Linked DNA regions of Sus scrofa: all the other regions are linked to region 2. A link is a contact called in public Hi-C and promoter capture Hi-C data. All regions are on one chromosome and are shown on one strand. The core of a region is the stretch at or near the end of the contact, and the rest is flanking DNA. Distances in the headings are between cores, read along the strand shown. Region 1 overlaps LRCH1 (leucine-rich repeat and calponin homology domain-containing protein 1). Region 2 holds the start of LRCH1 (leucine-rich repeat and calponin homology domain-containing protein 1). Region 3 holds the start of ESD (esterase D).

Region 1 (2,875 bases), core at 246-2,745, 180 kb after region 2:
CATGCGTTTCTGTGCAGCTGCAGATAGAGTATAATTCGCCTGCATGCCTGATATGATAAGGGATGATAATACACCTGGAAAGTCCAGAAAAGTGCATGTGCATTGTTCTCTGGTGGTTTTATCAAACTATGTTTATCTTGAATATTCTGAATTTTGGAGGGATTTTACAATAATTTCTTCTCTATCCTTGCTGTTTGGGTTTTTTATTTTCTGGAGGGGTGTGTTTGCTTGTTTATAAACATGTGGGGTTTGCACATTTGAATTATCTCTGCTTCTTGTGCTTCTGAACTTTCAACTTTAAATGCTTTCAGAGTTTGATCTTTTATTATCTATGCTTACCATAGGAGATTTTTTTAAAGTAATTAAGACATACTGTGACTGAGCCTAGAGGGGTGCACTGAGAATAGTAAAAATTAAGAAATTTCTAAAAATGAAATCACTTGCCTTCTTTTTTTTGCAAATTGTTTGTGCATTTGGACTTTTGATGTCTTCTGCCCTTTGAGTTAGTTTCATCTAAATATTCAAGAATGGGAACTTGGCCTGAAAACAAATGTGCAAATCAAAAACCAAGGACACCTAGCTAGGATTAATGTGGATATCTTTTGATTGTAGGCCATTAAATATCTGAAGTAGCCTAAAAGATAAAAATAAAATAAATACACTTATTTACATCTACTTACCACAGATATCTGAATCTCTATATGGGTGTGCTCAGATTTTAAACATTTTATTCCAAGATACCAAGTGAGAAAAGTAATGGTAAATGAAATAGAGAGGATGATTTATGGGGAGAAGTGAGATGTTTGGGGTACAACTACAACGCAAACACAGTAGGAAGGTATCTTTTCCCATGATTCCTGTTTTTAATCTAAGTATGTTATATATAATAAATAGAAAACATATATTCAAAATGTTTCTGTGATTTATAGTCAAAGTTCAACCAAAAAAAAAAAATGCATTTCCAGATTTCCTTGCAGAGAAAGACATTGTATATCTTGGCAGGTTAGTTATAAAGGCAATTTTATTATTTCATAGATTTCTGAAAGTTTTAACTAAAAACAAATATGATTAAACAACAGTGACAAAACCAAAGTCTCTTCTTATATCATCCCATTTTAAATTCTGGAATTCGAGGGAGGCCAAATGGAAACTTTGCTGATAAACTGGTCCCTTGACTTAAAAAGGGGGCGAGAGGCATTTTTGTTTTCGGAAAGCGTGGCTATTTATAGGTCTGAGGTTGTTTAAAGGAAGTAAAGCCTAGAATGAAAGATTTATGTGTGATTTGGTATTTCCTTAGGAATGATATCTGAAACCAAAGACTTTTTTTTAAGCTCACCAAGACCTAAGACATTTTACAAAGCAGTAGAATTTCTATCTTTGTAGATGAACTAACTAAAAGGAGAACCAACGAAAAGGGGGGAGGGGACCACGTCCAAGGCTCCTAACTCTCCAATCATCTCCTCTCTACCGGGTCTACCTTCATCACTGGCAGCTGTTATTGAGGATTCTCCCCCCGCCACCACCCTTTTCAGGTCTATACCTGCAGCATATGGAGGTTCCCAGGCTAGGGGTTGAGTCAGAGCTACAGCAGCCGGACTTCGCAACAGCCACAGCAACGCCAGATCGCAGCCGCATCTGTGACCTACACCACAACTCATGGCAATGCCAGATCCTTAACCCACTGAGCAAGGCCAGGGATCGAACCCGCAACCTCATGGTTCCTAGTCGGATTCATTCCCGCTGAGTCACAGCGGGAACTCCTATTGAGGATTCTTTGTGCAAGCTACTAAGTGAAACTGCCTTCTTTTTATTAAAAGTCCTAAAATTTCCATTGAAAATGATCACTGTGAAAATCTTTCAGAAAATAACCCTGCGGTATTTATCTGGTATTTTTCGTATGAGGGCAAATTCCAGGGATTCACGTGTAGCTGTTACACTGGACCACAGAAAAATAATAATGCAGGGATTGTTTTCAGTGTTCATCTCCCTGGGTTAATCACCCCAGATATGGGGCAGTTGTTATTTTCCTCTGTTTGCACTTAGTCTGCCGTATACCCTGGGCAAGGGGTAGTTTTCTGACAACTTTCTGGCAGCAGCAATCCTTATAAATATTTGTGTAGGTTCCCAGATCTGACCTTTCAAATTCAACCATCCTTCTCTTTGTGCTAAACATTGCCTTCTGATTTAAATGCATTTTCCAGTGTATTTTTTAAGTTAATGAAGAAGCACTCTATGTATCCCCAAATATATGAGCTGAACTTGGAAAAGGATCATAGCCCATTTTTACGGTGTTCTTGCTGATCCCTCTGAAATAGCAGGTCCCATTTAGTGGCCTCTCATGGCATTTCACACCTGATGACCCATCAGTCTGGTTTCCTCATATTTTCTCCATTATCTGGTATTTGTGACTCTCTCAACAGGTTTAAATAAATGGCATCATGTGACCAGCTCAACCCAGCATAATGTAACCTGCCTTTCATTTATATTTTTTATTTATTTTTTTGGCAGAGTTGGCATTTTGATCTCTTGCCCACTGTCTTTCTTTGTGTTAAAATCCCCCCTTTAGTTAAATGTCCATATTGAAGTAAAATTTACATTACATTTATGGTAAATGTAAAATTTTAAATATATACATATATTTATATGAAATATAAAATTGTTACATTTTTAATAGTAATATTGCTTTCTAATATTTTGTTTCGCATATATCTCAAGTTCCCTATATTCCCCGGGACTCATTCTTTAAGGAGATAAAAGATTGGCAAACTGGCTATAGAAGGTCCGTGGGAGTTTGCATTCCCACAGTCCCCAAAGTTCTGCCTCCTGAGATAATCGGGGAAGGATGTGGACGCGTGTCTGTATGTCTGTCCACCCC
Region 2 (2,707 bases), core at 57-2,556:
CAGGTCATCCTCTTTCTGCAACACCACTTAAAAAAAATGACTCCCCCGCTCCAAGCGTTGAATTATTTTCTCACTCGGCCCTCATCCTCACTTCCCCTAGCTTAAGTCGCTCAAGGGGGCGCTGCTCAAGCCTAGGGTGTAGAGCAAAAAATAAAGGCTCCCTCCCAGGGAGCTGGAGCTGGAACTTTGGGAAAGAGTGGGACTTGATCCATCTGCCAGCTGATCTGCTCTTATGGTGTCAGATGCTCTGTCACCTCTGGTGTTGCAGGCGTTGGTCTGGGCTGAACTGAAATTCGCTTGCAGGCAGATAGATGAGCTCCCATGCCCCGCAGGGGTAAGAAGAGCCCACGCGGGTACCTTGACGATACCAGTGCGCAGGCTTCAACTGTGACTGAGTTACCGGCCAGTTGGGGTCAGGGACTTTCTGACCTCTCCAGCTCCACACAGTTCCAAGCTCAGCCACAGCCAGCCCATCTTTCTCCTGTGCCAGAGGGGTCTGTCTACCATAACGCCACCTTCATTTTGAAAGTCCTTTCTTTCTGTGCCTGTGGTTTTCTGCCATCACTCAGAAAACTTTCTGCCCGGCTGCTATTTGTTTGCAGTGGGGTTCAGCCCGAGTTTACAGGAAGGAGGGCGGCCCTAGAACCTGAAGGCTCCACTTTCGAAACCAGCTCCGTCTCTGACTGCGCGGGTGACCTCAGACTAGTTTCTAAACTTCCCCTGGGGAGTGGAGAAGGCGGTTTTTCTGCTCGTGGGGTCCCTGGATTAATTGAGATCATTCCTGTAGACGACTTAGATCAGCGTCTGGCTCATTGGCGGTGCCCACCTGCCAAGGGTCCTCCGTTGGCCAGACCCCCCCACGGTGAAAAACTGCCTTCCCTGTGGGTCAAAGAACAAGAAAAATGTGCAGACTTGAGATAACTTCACCTCCCCGTGATCTCACTGTATTTCACATCCCATCTATTGGCTCGCCACTGTCTTCTCAGATCCCCTAAAACCTCTGCTTCCGTAAAGCCCTCTAAGGGGCAAAAAGAGCCCCAGAGGGACGTTCGGCATTTGAATGAAAGTGACCCCTGGGCAGGCGTCCAGCCCCGCCCCCCCGCCCGCCCCGCCCCGCCCCGCGTTCAGAGAGAAGGGCCCGGCGGCGCGCGGCGGAGGAGGGCTCGGGGCTGGGCTGGCCGCTCGCGGGAAGGAGGAGGAGAGAGCGGGCGGCGGAGGAGGGGAGCGCGCCGAGAGGAGGGAGCAGGGGCGGGAGGAGACACATGCGCGCTGCCTGCTGCCGCCGCCGCCGCCGCCGCTGCCGCCGCCGCAGTCCTTAGCTTCCCGGGGACAGGAAACCTTCGAGACCAAGCTGCCGCTGCCGCTGCCGCCTCCCCGTCTGCTCCTCGTACCGCGCGCCTGCCACACCCTCCTCCCGCTCTTGCAGCATCTTTCGGTGGAGCCCTGCAGGAACTCGGCCCGGGCAGCTGTCTCCCTTTCCCGGGTAAAGCTGTGACCCCCCCGCAGGAGCGGCGGGGCGGGGTGGGGGGGCCCGGGAGAAGATGGCGACGCCGGGAAGCGAACCCCAACCTTTCGTCCCTGCCCTTTCGGTGGCTCCTCTGCACCCACATCATCATCCCCACCACCACCACCACCACCAGCAGCAGCAGCTCCACGGAGGAACCGGAGCCAGCGGCGGGCCCGGGGGAGGCGGCGGCGGCGGAGGCAGCGGGGGCTTCAACTTGCCCTTGAACCGGGGGCTGGAGCGCGCGCTGGAGGAAGCGGCCAACTCCGGGGGATTGAACCTCAGTGCCAGGAAACTGAAGGAATTTCCCAGGACTGCGGCCCCCGCGCACGACCTCTCGGACACGGTGCAGGCAGGTGAGAGAGGGCCGTGGGCGGGCAGTGGGTGTGGGTGGCTGGTTGTCGTGCCTTCCCGGACGCGGTGGCCGGTCTGAGATCTGGCCTTGCTGGGGGTCCAGCGGCCCGTGCTCTCCCGAGGAAGGGAGCCGCGGGGGCGATCCCGCTGTGCGGCGCCGAGAGAGCGGGACTGCTCCCCGCCGCAGCGCCCACGAGCGCGGGGGTCTGCGGCTCCGCACCCGGCGGCGGCCGCTCGGGGGATGCGGCAGCCAGGCTGGGACCTGCGGGCGCGCCCCGTGCGCGCCGTGGATGTGGGAGGTTTTCGCCCGCCGCAGCTGCTTCCTGGGCCCCGCGTGGGGTCTGAGGACCCGTCCGCGGTGTCTGCACCTCCGTCCCGGGCAACTCCGCTTTACTGGGAGGCGTCGCGGCTCTTGATGGGGAACCCCAGACAAAGGTGGCGCGGCCTCCGCCGACTGGAGGGCACCGGCTCGGTGCCTCGAGACCCTCTCGGCGGCCTCGCGCAGCGATCGGGCAACTTGGTGCCGCCTGCGAGGAGGTGCCGAGGCTCCCCCTTCCTGCGCCTGTGCGAGGAAGGAGCGGCGGCGGTGGTCGGGAAGCCGAATCGCGGCCACTTGGCAAGGCGGTTGGCTGCCTAGTGCCTTGCCTCTAGCTAACCGCCCACGCGGCTTGGTTTCTGCCACCGAGGCTACCTAGTTCTCAGTAACCCAATCTTTGCGGGGGCCCTGGAGAGGACGGCCTGGCATGTTTTAAAGAAAAAAAAAGTAAAGTGAGCCGGTTTTCCTCGGTGAGCCGGGCAAGTTGTAACTCGCGCCAAGGAGCATACAGGGTTTTCAAGTTATGTCATGTG
Region 3 (2,703 bases), core at 161-2,660, 250 kb after region 2:
GCGGCCCAAAGAAATAGCAAAAAGACAAAAAAAAAAAAAAAAAAAGTAAATAAATAAAAGTGAAACTATACATTGACAAAAAGATAAGGATGAATAAGGCTCCATATATACTGGGATCACATTTTTAACTGTGTACTAAACATAATTTCTTTTCCTTCACAAAAATTCACATGGCTTGCCCATAGATGAATTTTTAATCCACCCTAGGGAAAAACCCACAGCATCCATGAGCTCTAAACACCTCACCCTGGCTCTTAAAATTGTCTTCAACGGTCCCAGACTATTTTTCTGGCCTTGTTTTCTATTACTTTAATTTAGTCGAACTCAATTATGTACATAATTCTAGGATAGCCTGGATGTTTCTACTGGGTGCCATGGTATAACGGTTTGGGACCAGGTAGGTTGTGGAGCCAAACCCTTCAGGTTCAGATTCTGGCTTCACCAGGTACTACTAAGTCGTAGTACTTGGTAGTGGTAGTGATTTTGGGCAAACTACCTCATAGCTCTTTTTTTTTTTTTTTTTTTTTTTTTTTTTTTTTTTTTTTATGGCCACACTCTCAGCATATGTAAGTTCCCAGGCCAGCGACTGAACCCCAGTAGCAGATGAGGCAAGAGGGATCCTTTAACCCACTGCCACAGCAGGAACTCCTATGCCTCATTTCCCCATCTGCAAAATGGGCCTATTAATATGATCTACCTGATAGGGCTGTTCCTGGGACTAGGTAAGTTAATTCACATACTTGGAACACTGCCGGCCATGATACACAAATGTTAGTTATCATTATTCCCGCAACATCGAATGCCCTCCAAGTTCTGCTCAAGTGCTATCTCCCTGGCGACCCCGTGAGACATGACCTCCAGATCCCTACACAACTCTGACAGCGCATTTACAACACGATCAGGCTTCGAAAGTGCTTGCAAGCGTCCGGAGATGCGCACGGGCTTCCTGACCCAGGCGCCCATGGGGCCTCCGAACATTTTGGGTCTGCTTCCTCCACGAGCGGGGGACACATCCACTTCCCGCAGGAAAAGCTACAGAGGCGTAGCGGGCTCTAGAGACACCCGCACCTGCTCCGCAAAGATCGCACGCCCGAATGCCCCGGGGTACACATGCTTGGAAGCGCAGAGAGGAAAAGGTCCAGTGCCCCTCCCTCGGCTTCCTGCCAAGGCTTGGTCGTTCTCCCGGACAGAGGCCGCGCGGTCTTCGCATTTGCGCCCATGCGACTCGCCGCAGGCCTCAGCGTCCTCCCCTATCCGGCCCCACAGCCCCACAGTGTCATCCGTGCAGCAGGAGACCCTGGCCGGCCCAGGACGTACGGACCTCGGCCCAGCCCCAGTCTTACCTACGGCAGCAGCCGGAGGCCGAGCAGTAGCCGTCAGGGAAAGGCGGAGCTTCAACATGGCCGCTGTGCCACCGCCTCGGTCCCACCCCCTCTAGGGCCCGCCCCTCGGTCCCAACCACCGGACCCGCCCATCTCGGGCCCGCCCACTAGGGTCCCTACTCCTCAGCCCCGCCCCTCATCGACCCCGCCCCGAAGGCTCCGCCCAGAAGACCCCGCCCCCAGCGCCCGCCTCCCTGACCTCACATTTCCCGGGAGAACTCTCTGCGGCTCCACTTCCTGTGACGGATCCGAAGTCAAGCACCCGCCAGGCGCTATGGTCCCGACCCTTCTCAGGGGACGCTTAGTAAGGCTGAGGCTTGAATAAACACGAGATCTGGCCCCATTTAACTCGTGGAAAATGTTTCCGCCTAATCCTTTGAGGTTATTTAGAAACCGGGACATAATTTCAGTTCCCCTATTTGGTAGCTGGGGTTAAACAAAAGCCATTGAAAAAAATCACCTGTGCTAGAAAAGTAGTAGGTGCTTCACCGGTGTCCTTTTTTCTTCCTTCTCTCAGTGTTAGAAGAATTGAGTAATATAGTTGCTGGTTGCTGACTTAACAACAAATAGTTCCTTGACCTTTTGCTTCCTTGGCTTGCCTTAACCAAATTGATTGTGATGTACTTTGCCTGTTGAGAAAATTAAATCTGATTACAAACAAAACAAAACAAAACCCTTAAAAAAATTTAACAGCTAGGCCATCAGATTGTGAATGACATCTTCGGAAGGACAAAACTGGTTTTGTGGGCATGCAGCCCGTGCAGTAGAGCAAGATCGCCGAAGGACCCTGCCCTTAATTTCTTTCCTGTGCCACATTGTTAAGAAATTTTGAAAGGGGCCTCATATTTTCGTTTTGCACTGGACCCTGCAAATTATGTGGCATATCTTCCTGAAAGGACTGGTAAGTGAAGTGACCTCTATTGAAACTGATGTTATAGATGCTACAGAAGAGATTACATGGCGCGGGTCCATTTGGCCACAGTGACTTGTGGGTTGCACCTGTGGAGCTATATCGATTGGAATTCAGCCCAAAATTGGTACTTAAAATACTATTTTCATTTTGAGAAAGCATTGAAATGAAAAATGTTTTATTTTCTACCATTTTAAAAATATAAATCACCGAAAAGGGAATTTTCTTCAAACTGAGTTTCACAACTAAAACAGTACCCAAGGAGTTCCCGTCGTGGCGCAGTGGTTAACGAATCTGACTAGGAACCATGAGGTTGCGGGTTCGGTCCCTGCCCTTGCTCAGTGGGTTAACGATCTGGCGTTGCCGTGAGCTGTGGTGTAGGTTGCAGACGCGGCTCGGATCCCGCGTTGC

What was found. Promoter capture Hi-C pulls out the DNA fragments that hold promoters and counts their contacts. A called contact is a pair of places that touch in the nucleus more often than the background predicts.
Region 1: a Hi-C map of omental adipose tissue shows a contact between it and region 2, with 2.0 times the contacts expected there. The contact joins the enhancer-like site here to the promoter of LRCH1 in region 2. A contact is called at or near these places in 1 of 5 promoter capture datasets (liver), 23 of 47 Hi-C or Micro-C datasets (adipose tissue, alveolar macrophages, blood and 13 more) and 2 of 2 datasets of contacts at active chromatin or transcription factors (alveolar macrophages and skeletal muscle).
Region 3: a promoter capture Hi-C map of liver shows a contact between it and region 2, with 3 times the contacts expected there. The contact joins the promoter of ESD here to the promoter of LRCH1 in region 2. A contact is called at or near these places in 2 of 5 promoter capture datasets (fetal skeletal muscle and liver), 4 of 47 Hi-C or Micro-C datasets (liver and skeletal muscle) and 2 of 2 datasets of contacts at active chromatin or transcription factors (alveolar macrophages and skeletal muscle).

What each region holds. Positions count from the first base shown.
Region 1 is chr11:20,725,176-20,728,050 of Sscrofa11.1, reverse strand. All of the region lies in intron 16 of LRCH1 (leucine-rich repeat and calponin homology domain-containing protein 1), which reads left to right. Among named protein-coding and RNA genes, the nearest start is that of ESD, 74 kb to the right of the region's middle. Within about 2 kb of position 1,495, at least 1 of the 83 cell types and tissues checked has an H3K27ac peak or open chromatin away from gene starts, as enhancers often do. A contact at or near this core is called in omental adipose tissue, where this site is marked.
Region 2 is chr11:20,905,170-20,907,876 of Sscrofa11.1, reverse strand. LRCH1 (leucine-rich repeat and calponin homology domain-containing protein 1) reads left to right here and starts at 1,306. Exons shown (of 20, transcript XM_013980521.2): 1 at 1,306-1,860. The coding sequence starts at 1,542.
Region 3 is chr11:20,651,011-20,653,713 of Sscrofa11.1, reverse strand. ESD (esterase D) reads right to left here and starts at 1,410. Exons shown (of 9, transcript NM_214060.1): 1 at 1,344-1,410.